Linked DNA regions of Sus scrofa: region 1 is linked to region 2. A link is a contact called in public Hi-C data. All regions are on one chromosome and are shown on one strand. The core of a region is the stretch at or near the end of the contact, and the rest is flanking DNA. Distances in the headings are between cores, read along the strand shown. Region 1 holds the start of ARL6IP1 (ADP ribosylation factor like GTPase 6 interacting protein 1). Region 2 holds the start of SYT17 (synaptotagmin-17).

Region 1 (6,746 bases), core at 2,948-5,447, 310 kb before region 2:
CCTCACTTCAAGCAATAAATCTACCCCCCAGTATCTGGCGGTGAAGACAATTCTCTGGGCTTAATTACAGCATACTAGTCACAGATACCAGGTTCAGTAACTTCTCAGAAACTTGACTGCCAAGTCATTGTTCCACCTACCATTTATTGGAGCCAAAAATTCTAGGTGCTAGAATGGGAACCAGGTAGTCAGCCAAGCACAAAAACATCACAAAACAGGAAACACCGGACAGAACAGATGGATCTAGATAGTAGATAGTCCTGTTTAAAAAAAAAAAAAAAAAGAAAGGTTATAAAAACATATTATTCCTAGCTGAAGATGTTTATTCATCCAGACCTCTGCTTCTCAAAGAGATTATCTGCCCTTTCCATTCTAATTTTCTCACAAGTGGTTTTCCGGAAGCTTCATGACATGATGACATCAGAGCTGCAAGGGTTCATGTAAACATCAAGAGACAAAAGCTTTTCGGGGTACTCAATACTTTTTAGGAGCATAAAGGCTCTTAAGGCCCAAAGTTTAAGCCATAGATTTAAAAAAAAATTTTGTTGTTGTTGTTGTCTTTTGTCCTTTTAGGGCCACACCCATGGCATATGGAAGGTCCAAGGCTAGGGGTCTATCTAATCGGAGCTGTAGCCGCTGGGCTACACCACAGCCACAGCCACGCCAGATCCGAGCTGCATCTGTGACCTACACCACAGCTCATGGCAATGCCGGATTCTCAATCCACTGAGTGAGGCCTGGGATCGAACCTGCAACCTCATGGTTCCTAGTTGGATTCATTTCCACTGCACCACAATGGGAACTCCCTCAAAAAAATTTTTACTCAAAGTATAGTTGATTTGCAATGTTCCGTCAATTTCTGCTGTGCAACAAAGTGACCCAGGCATATATACATACAAAACATTCTTTTCCTCATGTTATCTTCTGTCATGTTCCATCACAAGTGATTGGATATAGTTCCCTGTGCTGTACAGCAGGACCTAGATTTATTTCACTGCATTGGGTTACGGAGCTTACAAAAGTACTACAAATTCTGGAAACCAGGCCTGCGGTTCTAAGAAAAGGCATTCTTCACAGATTATACATTACAAAAGACTTCAGGCACTTGCATAAATGGAACTGGAGTCTTTATTAGTAACAAGCACAATCCACAGTAATTTAATATCTCACTTACAGAAACACCAAAGAAACCACGCCCATGATGGCAGGTGGAAACCAGGCTCTTTCCCATCGGAGGACTTTATCTGCCATCAGCATCACTTCTCCCCATCCCTGCAGCTGCTCTTCCAGATTTGCAGTCTCTGCAGCCTACATATGAGCAACATTTAAAGGGATTATTTTACTAATCTCCATATTTTCGTGGCTCCTAGAGAGTTAAATTCTTCTAAGGCACCAAGCATGTAAAAGAGCTCTTATAAATCACTATGGTTTTTTTGGCTTTTCAGGACCACAGTCATGGCATACGGAGGTTCCCAGGCTAGGGGTCGAATCAGAGCTGCAGCCACTGGCCTAGGCCACAGCCACAGCAATGTGGAATCCGAGCTGCATCTGTGACCTATACCACAGCTCACAGCAACACTGGATCCAAAACCCACTGAATGAGGCCAGGGATCGAACCAGCGTCCACATGGATACTAGTTGGACTCATTACCACTGAGCCACAATGGGAACTTCCACAAATCACTATCTTAAACAAGTTAGTCTTTAAAAAAAACTCTGCAGTTTTGATACCAAAGCCAGAAATTACGGGGGAAAAATTATCACTTAATGGTCACCTTCCAACTCTAAGCACTGGGCTATTCTTTATGTACATAATAACCCGTATAGAACCTCATAAAATAAGGATAATTAGATCCATTTTACAGTAAAAAGAAAGTGAGCTCAGAACGGTTGCTTTCCAAATTCTCTTGTGGTGCATCGAGTTAAGGCATTGTCACTGCAGTGGCTTTGGTTGCTGCTGTCGTGTGGGTTCAATCCTTGGCCTGGCCCGGGAACTTCCATACACAGGAGGGCACAGCCAAAAAAAAAAAAAAAAAGTTGCTTTCCCAAAGTCATGTCCTACTAAGTGGCAGCTTTCTGAAAATGAAATTACATCACTTTAAGTTTGCTCATTTCAGGTGGTTACAACTAATTTGTTGTTTCATTTCACTGACTTAACCCCCTACTTCTGAATCCATTAGGAAAGCCTCTTCCTGAAGAGCGGTTTCCAAAACAGCTCTCTGTATAATGGAATCATTTAGATGTTGGCATCATCTGCACAATTAGGAAAACTACGGGTGCTTTCACCAAATTATATGAGGCACAGTAAGCCCAATTTACCTCAATAAAATGCTTCTGACACTTAGCAGACATTGTGGTTAGACTTTAAATTTCTCTGCAAATCTGACAATCACCTGCAAGGAAACTTCTAGGATGAAGCCAATGTGACAAAAAGCCTTTAAACTGATTCTGGTAGAGGAAAAAAAAAAAAATTGGAAGAAACCCATGTATCCTTATGACTGTTATTATAGGGAGACAGGCAAATGATAGGAGACAGTGCCGCTTAACCTTGTTGAAGATGACATCTGTGGAGTTCCTGTCGTGGCTCAGCAGAAACGAATCTGACTAGTATCCGTGAGGACGCAGGTTTGATCCCTGGCCTTGCTCAGTGGGTTTAGGATCCAACACTGCTAAGAGCTGTGGTGTAGGTTGCAGACTTGGCTTGGATCTGATGTTGCTGTGGCTGTGGTGTAGCCTAGCCTGGGAACCTCCATAGGCCATGGGGGCAGCCCTAAAAAGAAAAAAAAAAAAAAAAAAAAATGCTGTGCCACACTGATCACTTAGGTGGAACCTCAATATTTCTGACTTTATATACTATGTTTAATAAGTTAAAAAAGATTATCATGTGCCAGAAACTCTGCTAAATGTTTTCTGTGTTTATATTTTAATCATTTCTCGTAACAAACTGAAAGGAAGATGTTATTATTTTCATTTTATAGATAAGGACACTGAGATACACAGAGGTTAACAGATCTGAATCTGGCAAATCCAAGGCCAAAGGCCTGTCCTTAAAGCCACACTGCTCTGCAGAGAGAGCAGCAGAGCAGAGCCCATATCGGTTGTCTCAACAGCTGTGTAAACTTGGGCAACTTCTTTGTGCTACAATCAATTCTTAAAACGAAGCTGGCTGGGGCTAACTAGGCTTACCACAGAGAAGAGGTTTTTGCTGTGTGTGTGTCATGGGGCAGAGGTCATACGTTTCTAAAAATCAATGCAAAACGAAAATCATGCACAATCAAAACTGCCCTGCAAAGTCACTTAATTCATTAGCACTCTCCCTGGGGAAAATGCAACGTAGAAAATGGACTGATCCTTCCTTCCCTTTTGCCTAGATCCTGCGTGATTCTCAGTGAGGTTAAAATTGTCTGCCTGTGATAGAACCTCACTGCATTTCCTTTAGACCCCTGCTTACTCGAAAGTCCTCCCGTGACCCTCCCCCTTCCCCAAAGGTTTATCAGTTACAGACTAACGCCGAGACCTCCCATAGTCCTTCCGGCTGGACTCTTACTTTCGGTTCCCAGCGGTGAGTTTGCAGCCTCGCTGCCGTGTTAAGCTGTGCCAGCTCTAACAAATTATCGGCAGCAACCCTTTGACCCTCAACCCCTGACCAAATACTGGGGAAAAGGGCGAAAGGATGTCCTGCTTAAGATGAAAGAGGGAAAACCCGGATACCGCTGGGGCCTGGGCCCCCCGAAGCACTCGACAGGGCACTCGCGGCCCTCAGCCAGTGACTGCACCCCAGGCGGGTCCCAGCCCCTCTTCTCTCGCTTCCTCCTCAACCTCTATTCGCGGTGAATGATCACGCGCCCTCGCTCCGTCGCGAACCGTCCCCAAGGGATGTTAGGCGTGGACACGACTAGTGACCGCCAAGCAAGGCTCACCCACGACATCCAAAGGGCAGGAGTCGTCGCCTGCACCTGGGCACCGGGAGAGGAGGCCGGGCCCGCGGCAGGTGATAGGAACGAAGCCGCAGCGCCGTCCCATGGAGCCTAATATCCAGAAACCCAGCGCATTTCCCTCACGACGAAGCCGCCAGGACTCACCAGCAGATTGGTGCTGCGATTATCTCCCTCTGCCATCGTCCCTGAGGTGTCGTCTCTAGGAGCGAAAGACGCCACAAAACCAAGAGCTCTCTCGAACCCCTTAAGGCTACCCTGGCATCAGGGTACGCCCCGCAAGCCGCTTATATAGGCTGGATGCCTTTCCCGACAGACCCCGCGAAGCTCGCTCCTCATTGGGCAAATCAAGATGAAGCTGAAGCCGGGGCGGCCAACCGCTGTCCAGCGCATGTCTTGAAACCGAGGTCAAAGGAGAGTGAGAACGCCGGGGCCGAGGAGGCGGGGACACTGAATGACCAATCAGCGCCCAGGAGGTGTGCGACGCCCCGCCCAGGCCTTTCAGAAGCGGTTGAACGGCCGCTGCCCGGGGCCTGGTGTGGCCTCAGTATCCCCGGGGCCTGTGGGAACCGTAGCTCTCGGACGCTCTTTCAGGGGGACCTCAAAGCAGCCAAGGAGACTCTCCGGAATTAGTCCTCGAGGAAATATGCCACCCAGTATCAGGCGGAAGGCAGAGGTGGTCATGTGACGCTAACTTCATTGTGATTAAGGGGGCCGGCTGGGATCCTCTTAACAGAAGCAGCCTGTGGCCCTCGCCCCAGCTGTTCCCCGTCGGCCCCGCCTTCTGATCCCTGCTCCCGCAGCCTTGAGCAGTTTAGCCTGGATTTATGACTCGTGCCCATCTCGTGAGGTTTCGCGGACAAATGAATAGGGCTATTTATGTAGATTTTTTTTCCGCAATGTTACTCCCCTTTAAGGCCTTAGTTTGATGGGGGTAGGAGAAAATCTTGGCGTAGTTCGACAACTTGTGAAAAATGCATTGACTTAAAAAAATCGGCTTGTTTATATAGGGTGTTTGGGGAAATTCTTTGTGGGGTAAACTACGAACTCCCTCTCCAAAAAGGGACTTGTTTTGACAGATCTTTTTACATTAGAGGTCATGCTAAGGAAAGATGTCAACTCTCTCATAAGGGTGGAATGAATTGGAATTTAAGAAGCAGATGAATGCCAGGGGAGCGGCCAAACAAAAACAAAAACTAGATGAGCTGTGTTGAGAAATCTTTTCTCTCCAGGACTTCACAAAAATGTATTTAAAAAATGCTTTCATTTTCATTGCTCGAAATATGCTAAATGTTGACCTGGTCAGATGTCTTTTTGAGGAAAACTTAGCATAGCTTTTAACTTTTTATAGTCTTCTATATTATGCCATCGTTTGTTTTTGGGTTTTTTTGGTATCTCATGTGGCATTTTTTTATTATACTATTAACCAATTGTGTTTTTTTTTTCCCCGCTGTACAGCATGGGGACCAAGTTACACTTACATGTATACATTTTTTTCCACCCTTTGTTCTGTTGTGATATAAGAATGTAAGTTTCTTTTTTTACTGTGAAAAAAAATAAAGCATCTGATCAGGTATAAACACTTGGAGGGAGATTAAAAAAAAAAAAAAAGCCTCTGCAAGGGAAGGGGACTGACTCTTCAGTAAAGTTCCACTTAGGGAAATGTTGGGGAGAAAAACAGGTTATGCAGGTAAAATGCAGCCAGTTGATATATCCCATTTGGGGAGATTTTAGTTGGAGTTTGAAGAGTAGGCCCTTCCCTACCTCTTCAAAAGAAAATCAGAAGGTCGCAAACAGCGAGCAACCAACCACGTGATGAATATAGAGAGTACTGAATGCAAAACAGTACTTTAGGTACAGTAACATCCACTTCCGAAGAAGAGGGCATCAGTTACTAGAGTTTAAAAACTGCCATTTGTACATTGGGAAATCAGCTTTTGCTACAGAGTGCGCCTGGTTTTTATCCAAGTTCCCTGTGTACAACTTCAGAAGAGACTTCTCTTTCAACAGCAGCTTGTGCAATTCAAGTAGGTGAAAACTGAAGGATCTGCTTTCAAACAGCACAGATTCTCCACAGAGTATCTCTTACTCAAGGAATGTGTTCCCAGACCTAACCAGCAACTTAACACCGAGCACTGGTGGAAGGTCTTTAACTAAAATTCCAGTCGCCCTAATAAGAACAAAAAACACCTACACTTAGCATGGCTTTCTTGGATGGAGCCTTTTGCCCCATTTTGTACAATAAAGGCAAGACAGAATCTTTTGAAACATGTTGGATGACTAAACAGTTAACATAAATCTTCCTAACATAATCCAACAAATGCAATCTTATTTCCAGATATTAAAACAGGTTGGCCATTTCGTTTTCCTTCATAGCTTTCATACACCAGGGAACATAAATGTGAGTAACATTCCACAGGAGTTCTTATTTAAAGATTTACAAAATTAAGCTTAATTGTGCCTTAATACTAAGAACTTAATCATGGAAGTAAAATTTCCACTGCTAATTCAAAAGTACTATTAAACTCTGAGGGTAAAATATATTTGAGAATTAAGTTTTAAAAAAAACCTTCTGGATTAACGCTTTTTAAAAAATTATTCATATTCCAAAATTAATTTTTCTGGAAACTTCGATAAATCAGAGCTTAAATCTTTTAAAACTTTATTTTTTGAAAAACAGGTATTTCATACAATCTTTGCCATGTTAATGCAAATATGCACAAAGTAGGCATGTATTTTGTTTTCCAAAAAATGCATTATGAATATTTTCAGGAAGCTGGTGTGTTTTATTCAACTTTTAATCTTAAATAC
Region 2 (7,517 bases), core at 956-3,455:
ATGGTTTGTACCTCTTTAAATGGTTGAAGAAAAAAAAAAAGCAGAGATGATTAATACTTTGCGAATCAGACAAAATATACATAATTCAACTTCAGTGTCCACAAATAAAGTTTTATTTAAACACAGCCATGTCCATTCATTGACTATTGTCTATGAAACTGTTTAGGGCCACGGTCAAGAAGTAAATAGGAATGACACAGACCATGCAGCCCTCAAAGAAAAAAATGTATTTACTACCTGGTCTTTTACAGAAAAAGTTAACACCTTGTTCTAGAAGAAAAGTCAACATCATCGGGCCATCCTCATATCAGCTGCGTAACAAATGCCCCCCTGATCCCCGCCATCTCCCCTTTTCGCTTCCATGTCCCCTAAGCACCTGTGTGGCCTTGGGCAAAGCATTTCACTTCTCTGTGCTGAAGCCTGTTCTTTTTTTTTTTTTTTCTTTTTCTTTTTGGCCACATCCACAGCCTGTGGAAGTTGCCAGGCCAGAAATCGAACCCCCACCACAGCAGCAACCCGTGCCTCAGAAGTGACAATGCCAGATCCTTAACCCTCTGAGCCACAAGGGAACTCACAGACAGCAGTTCTAACAGGGTTCATCTCTCATTGGATTATGCCTTCAGAGGGACAGGGACCGTGCTGTTTCCTGGCTGTGTGTGGTCACCCAAGTGTTTGCTGAGCCACTGTTGAATAGTCATCCCTCCCAACAACAGCCACACAGTAGGTGAACAGTATATGTGACCTTCGCTAAACTTGAAAAGATGACCTAGGGATTCGGTGAAAGGTAAGTCCGTGGAGCGAATCTAAGCCAGGAGAGGGATGGGGAGGCCAGAGCCAGGTGGCAGAGGACAGAGTTCCTGGCAGCTGGAAAAGTCTAAGGACAAGATGAGGGGAGATGTGGGCCAAAGAGGAAGGAGGGGACCAGCAGCCCCCCAGCTGTAACCAAGGGGCGAAGAGAGTCCAGATGGACCTTGAATGTGGGAGCCTGTAGGTTTCTCTGCCAGGCGTAGAGGACCCAATCTCAGAAGCAAGCAGCTCCAGCGGGTCTGACAGCGGTGACCTTGGCGCTGACACGTCGCCACTTCCCCCCTTGTATTGAGGCAAAAGGTCTCTTAGTCCGCAGCCCCCCAAAAGGGGCACTTGGAAATTATTTCTGCCTAAGGATGCTTGGGGGGTGTCCCCCAGATGATGGGGATCCACAACTCCCAAGACCCCAAGGCAACGGCCTAAAGTAATCGGCTGCCCCCCCCAACACAACCAGCGTGCCTCTGCTGTGTCCCCACCCCTCAGCACCCAGTGACCGGGAGAGACGACGTCCTCGTCCCTCCTGGCCGGAACAGCTGCCTCAGGCTCGCTCCGCCGGCCAATTAGCCGGAGCCGTCACCAAGGCAACGGCAGCTGGCGGGCCGGGTGGCTGGCGCGCCCCGGGCCGCCCTCCCCGCGGCCCCTCCCCTGGGGTGGGGTGCGCCAGGGGAGGGATGGGGGAAGGGGGGTAAAGTCCGCCCCACCCCCCCATTCCCAACCCAGGAGGCGAGGGCGCGCGTGCCGAGTCCACTTGGGGCCCTTCGCGCCGGGGTGTGGGGGTCCCCAGCCTCTTCTCCTGGGGCGCACCCCCGCTGCTACACAGGTTGCCCGCGCTCGGGCACCCTTTTTCTCCAGGCAAGTTTGTGGCAGCCCAGCCGTGTGCCCTCCCTTCCACGCGCTCACAGCCGGAGGGGGCGCGGCACCCCCCCACCCACACCGCGGACCTGGCCCCCCGGCCTCAGCCCTACCTGGATGTACGCCATTTTCGCCCGCGCGCACTCACTCCGGCCCGGGCATGGCGCCGCCACGGCCACTTTGCCCTCGCCAACCGGGGAGAGGGGAGAAAGCAAAGGGGAAGAAGAAGAAAAAGGCAGCCGGGTGGCCCCAGACGTGACTGGCGTGGCTGATGAGCGGCGCCCGCCCCTCTGCCGGCCGCCCCGTCCTTGCCTTCCCCTGCGTTCTGGCTCCTGGAGTCGGGGCCGCCTCCCAGGTTGGGAAAGCTCGGGCGCCCAGGGTCCCCGCCTCGGCCTCCCTCGCGGTCCCGCACTCCCCCCGAGGCGCTGCCCAGGCTGGATTAAGGCCGGAGCGCCTGAGGAGGGAGCCCGGGGCAGCCGCGGGGACTGCAGCGACCCCGGCGCAGGCGGGGCCGGAGACGCTGGGGCCCGTGCGCGCCAGAGGCGGGGGAGGGGACCGGGATGGGGAAGAGGGTGGGAGGGGGCGGTGCGCAGGTCAGTCCATCCGGTCGGCACCGGGGCTGGCACCTACCGAGAGCAGGGCCCCCGGGGCAGCCGTGAAGCTGAAAGGGCACGGTCCAGCCCGCCGTGGAGTCTAGAGCTGGGAGGGTCCTCCCCAACCAGCCCTCTCCCAGACCAGGTTGGAAAAACTTTATTCCCGCCCCACCCGACGCGCCTAGAACTGCTGCGGTGAGGCAGTTCTAAACGAATGGGAACCTCAAGATAACGTGGGGCCTAGGGCGCCCCCAGAGAGGTGCCGCAGCCCGGCGGCAGGGGCGCGCGGCAAGATCGGAGCGTCCCTTTACCCTAAATCTATCTGCCCGACTTGCGCCCAGGGCGCAACAGGTCTGGCGCGGGGCGGCCCAGCAGCGCCACCCAGCGTCGCGCCCCGCGTACTGCGCGTCTCTGCCCGCTCGAAGCTCCGCGTCGGAGAGCGTGCGCCCCCGGGGCGTGTCCACCCGATTGCCATCCTGGCTGCCCGCCCGCGTGGCTGGATCGTCCCGGGGCCTGGAGGCCTGCCCCCGAACCGGTCCTCGCACCCCAAGACCACAGAGTTGGGGCTGGCTATCCACTGAGGGATGTGGGATGGAACCTTGCCCTGCGCCGGTTCTCTTTTTAAAACGCTGTGGTATCGCCAGTTGCCAGTCACCAGTTTGCCAACCTTTTAACCTCCAGCGCTTGTCTTTTCATCAGTAAAAAATGCATAAAACCTCTGCCCTGCCCATCCTCCGGGGCTGTTTTGTGGGCGTGAAAGGGGAAATGAATGTGAAAGTCATACACGAAAGATGTACCATACATCCGTATAAACATTTTGTGTAAATATCTAGCATACATATACATTTCTAAGTGTGATACAATATTTCATTTGTAGCGCGTGGCATGTAACACATGTGAGCAGTTATGATTTCGCAGGCATGTGCTCAGTCCTTCACAGGCGTTACTTCATTTTGTCCTCCACCTTCCTCCCTTCTGTATCTCCAGGTAGGTGCCTGACCAGCATGGGCACTCAGTAAATGTTTTTGGCATCGCGCTGGAGAAAACCATACTTTAAAAAGACACATGGACCTCAGTGTTCATTTGCAGCCCTATTCGCAGTAGCCAAGACATGGAACCAACGTATAAGGGCCATCACCAGAGGAATGGATCAAGAAGATGTGAGACACACCCAGTGAAATTCTGCTCCACCATAAAAAAGAATGAAATAATGCCTTGTACAGCCACATGGATGGGCCAAGAGATTACCATACTAAGTGGAGTTAGACAATGAAAGACAGACATCCTATGATATCACCTGTATGTGGAGGAAAAAAAGGATACAAATGAACTTATTTGCACCACAGAAACAGACTCACAGACTTTGAAAACAAACTTGTGGCGACCAAAGGGGACAGGTTGGGGGGGGTGGACAGGGGTTTGGGGACTGGCATGTGGACCCTGAGGTATATGGAATGACCAGCCAACAGGGACCTCCTGTATAGCACAGGGAACTCTATCCGATCGATATTCTGTGACAATCCATGTGGGAAAAGAGTCTGAAAGAGAATGGGTGTGTGTCCATGTAAAACCAGATCACTTTGTTGTACAGTGGAAATCACGACATTTTAAATCAACTACACTTCTCCCGTGAGGCTCAGAGAAGGCTTCTTGAGGGGTGACCTTTCCAAAGAACTGAAGATAAGGAGAAGATTCTTCTAGACCCAGTGGTGCTTCATGGGGTGGGGGGGAGAGCACGGTCTTAGAAATCGTAAAGTTACATCTCCATGCTCACTTATCTGGGACTTGGTCACCAAGAGAAATCATATGTGTATTCCCATCGCATTACAGTTGCTGCATATAGCTTGACATTTCATTTACGCGCTTTACTGCTTGAAAATTGCACATTAGGCTCCGCCCACTAAATTTTCTATTTAATGTATTAAGGAAGAAGTATATATGTTATTACCATATTTAAATTTAAATTGCTTTTAGTGTTTTCGATAATGTGTATCAATCTATTAGAACTTCATTATAATTCTATGTATCCTACTGTATGATTGCAAAGACATTATTCTGGAGTTCCCATCAGTGCACAGTGGAAACGAAGCCAACTAGTATCCACGAGGACGCAGGTTCGATCCCTAGCCTCGCTCTGTGGGTTAAGGATCCGGCATTGCTGTGAGCTGTGGTGTAGGTTGCAGATGCGGCTTGGATCTGGTGTTGCTGTGGCTGTGGTATAGGCTGGCAGCAATAGCTCCGATTCAACCCCTAGCCTGGGAACCTCCATATGCCACAGGAGCTGCCCCCAAAAAGCAATAAGCAAAAAAAGAAAAAGAAAAGATATTATTCTGAGGTGGGGTCTAGAGGCTTCCACAGACTAGTAGAAGGTCCATGGAAGAGAAAGGGTTAAGAACCCCTGGAGGGAGCATGCGCATTAGCTTAGAGCTGAGAGTGGGAACTCCAGGTAGGTGTCTAGGAGAGGGTGGTGCCAGGTGAGGTTTAACAGGTAGGAGGGGCCGAATGCCCCCCCAGTTTCCTTGGTTACCCCATAGAAAAGCAGGTCAGGCTGAGAAAGATTTTGATGTGTGTGTGTGTGTGTGTCTGTGTGTCTGTGTGTCTGTGTATCTGTCTGTCTGCCTTTGGGTGGGGAGCAGACAAGCCTGAAGCAGGGAGGATGCTGCAGCAGTCCAGGTAAGAAGAGATGTGAGACTGAACCAAGGTCAAGGCAATGACTCCATGGCTGGACCTGAATAAGCAGTGATGACAGGGGAGGCTGGCTGAGGGCAGGGTTGCTGCGGGAGGAGATGGGGTTCTGTGTTTGGGAACCCTCCGACATGTATTGTCTAGGGCTCCTAAAAAAAAGTCAGTTCCATCCAGTGAGCAGAAAAGAGCCGACGGGCTCATTCACCTGCAAGACCAAGGGCGAATTCCATAGTCGTGGCTGGATTTAGGGATGCAATGAAGTCCTGAGGACTCTTTCCGCATCTCTCTCTCCTTCACGGCTTTTCCCTCTGAACACTGGATTCTTCCCCCCTGAAGTAGGTTTGCTTCATGTGGCAGAAAAATGGCCACTCGTGTCTTGAGCTTATAGTTTAAACGTTGACCCTCCAAATGGAAAAGAAACTTTGTATGACATCCTAGGGAACAATTCTAATTGGTCCCGATGAGGTCATGTGCCTACCTCTGGACTAAGCACTATGTCCCGAGGACCCAGCGCTTTGCTTGAGTCAGCCTGGACCGGACGACCAGACATGCCCCACAAGGACGGGGCTGGGGGGTGGGGAAGGCAGCAGGGAGCATTTCTCTAAGAATGAGATTCCTGGGCGCTCCTGCCGTGGCTCAGTGGTAAGGAATCTGACTAGGATCCATGAGGATGTGGGTTTGATCCCTGGCCTTGCTCAGTGGGTTAAGGATCTGGCATTACTGTGAGCTGTGGTGTAGGTCACAGACGAAACTCAGATCTGGCATTGCTGTACCTGTGGCATAGGCCGGCAGCTGCAACTTCGATATGACCCCAGGCCGAAAACTTCCATATGCTGTGGGAGCGACCCTAAAAAAAATTTTTTTTTAATTAAAAAAAAAAAGAGAGAGAGAAAAGACATGGCAGTGGAACACTCAGATGGAGATGCCCAATACGCAGGTTGGATGGTTCCAGAATGTGGCCCCTCCTAACACAAAAAGGCACTCAGAGTTGAAAGAGAGGAATTGAGGCTTCAGTCACCTCCTGGTGGCCCTCCTGGGCTCATCTCAGTCTACAGCATCTAAAAGGAACCCGGGAATTCCCATTGTGGCTCAGTGGAAACGAATCTGACTAGTGTCCCTGAGGATCTGGGTTCCATCCCTGGCCTCGCTCTGTGGTCGGGACCCAGGGTTGCTGAGAGCTGTGGTGTAGGTCTTGGTCATAGCCCGGATCTGGTGTTGCGGTGGCCGTGGTGTAGGCTAGTGGATATAGCTCCTATTTGACCCCTAGCCTGGGAACCTCCACATGCCAAGGGGGCGGCCCTAAAAAGCAAAAAATAAAAAAATAAAAACTAAAAGGAACCTGGCCTCTCCCCTTCTCCCCTCAGAGACCCAGATGGCAGACACAGACTCCCAGTCTCATAATAATGGTTTCTCTTCAGGATCCCTTAAAAAGGTAGGGCGTTCCCTTCGTAGCGCAGCAGAAAAGAATCCGACTAGGAACCTTGAGGTTGCGGGTTCCATCCCTGGCCTCGCTCAGTGAGTTAAGGATCCGGCATTGCTTTGAGCTATGGTATAGGTCTCAGACTTGACTCGGATCCCGTGTTGCTGTGGTTAGGCCAGCAGCTACAAGCCCAATTGGACCCCTAGCCTGGGAACCTCCATATGCCACACCTGCAGTCCTAAAAAGAAAAAACAAAACAAACAAACAAACAAAAAAAAAGGTAGTTAGATGTGGCAATGGAAACCACAGACCCCAGGATACCTATTACAATTAAAAACACCAAGATGTTGAAAATTCAGTTGCTCTGGGGGTGATTTGAATTACTTTTTTTATGCCTGGGGTTCCATCTGACTGTCTGCCCTGAGAGTGCAAGGTGCCCATTTTTTGATATTGTGGTACCTTGTTAACATTGATTATGACTTTGATAATAAATACCAGTTCCCAAAAGAAAGAAAAGGAAAAACAAACAAACAAAAAAACCCGCCAGAAGTGGAAAAGCAGTGACTGGCATCCACACGGGCAACACACATTCTAGTTAGGTGACTTTCTATTTCTGCCTATATGGGCTGACGACACTTGTCTCCCAAGTCAGGTTTAATTATACAGCTTCTAGAACATGCCATTTAGCTCCAGTTTTAGCTGTGCCCATACCCCTGGGCAGTGTTTCTGAACGCTGGAGAAGGAAGAGGTCCCCGGGCTAATTAAATAGCTGGTCTGGAAATAGGAAGGGCGGCCCCAGGGTGGACATTACCCAGGAAGCCTCTGAATAACCCCGAGCAGGAGTCAGACCCCTTTCATCTCCGCCCACACCGGGGGCAGCGTGGTTTCATAGCTTCAAGGCCAGCCTCACCTGCATAATAGTTGTGTGGCCTCAGGCAAGCCATTTCATCCCTGGGAGCTTCAGTGTTCCCACCTGCAGAATGGGCCTGATGCTTCCCTCCCAGGACAGGCATGAGATGAGGCAAATGAGAAAAATGCACCTGACACCACTGGTTCAAAACGAGTGGCTTCTTACCCTCATAGCACACATTTAATCGGCAGCCTCAGTGCCTCTTGCCCTGTTTTGCAGTTGAAAGGGAAGAGTGTGTTGGCTGAGAGTG

What was found. A called contact is a pair of places that touch in the nucleus more often than the background predicts.
Region 1: a Hi-C map of skeletal muscle shows a contact between it and region 2, with 3 times the contacts expected there. The contact joins the promoter of ARL6IP1 here to the promoter of SYT17 in region 2. A contact is called at or near these places in 3 of 47 Hi-C or Micro-C datasets (epiblast stem cells, heart right ventricle and skeletal muscle).

The regions. Positions count from the first base shown.
Region 1 is chr3:26,758,096-26,764,841 of Sscrofa11.1, reverse strand. It overlaps ARL6IP1 (ADP ribosylation factor like GTPase 6 interacting protein 1), which reads right to left and starts at 4,197. Exons shown (of 6, transcript NM_001244213.1): 1 at 4,083-4,197; 2 at 1,175-1,308; 3 at 141-260. The coding sequence starts at 4,118. SMG1 (serine/threonine-protein kinase SMG1) reads right to left here. Exons shown (of 63, transcript XM_021086548.1): 63 at 6,574-6,746.
Region 2 is chr3:26,441,991-26,449,507 of Sscrofa11.1, reverse strand. SYT17 (synaptotagmin-17) reads right to left here and starts at 2,205. Exons shown (of 12, transcript XM_021086545.1): 1 at 1,773-2,205. The coding sequence starts at 1,787.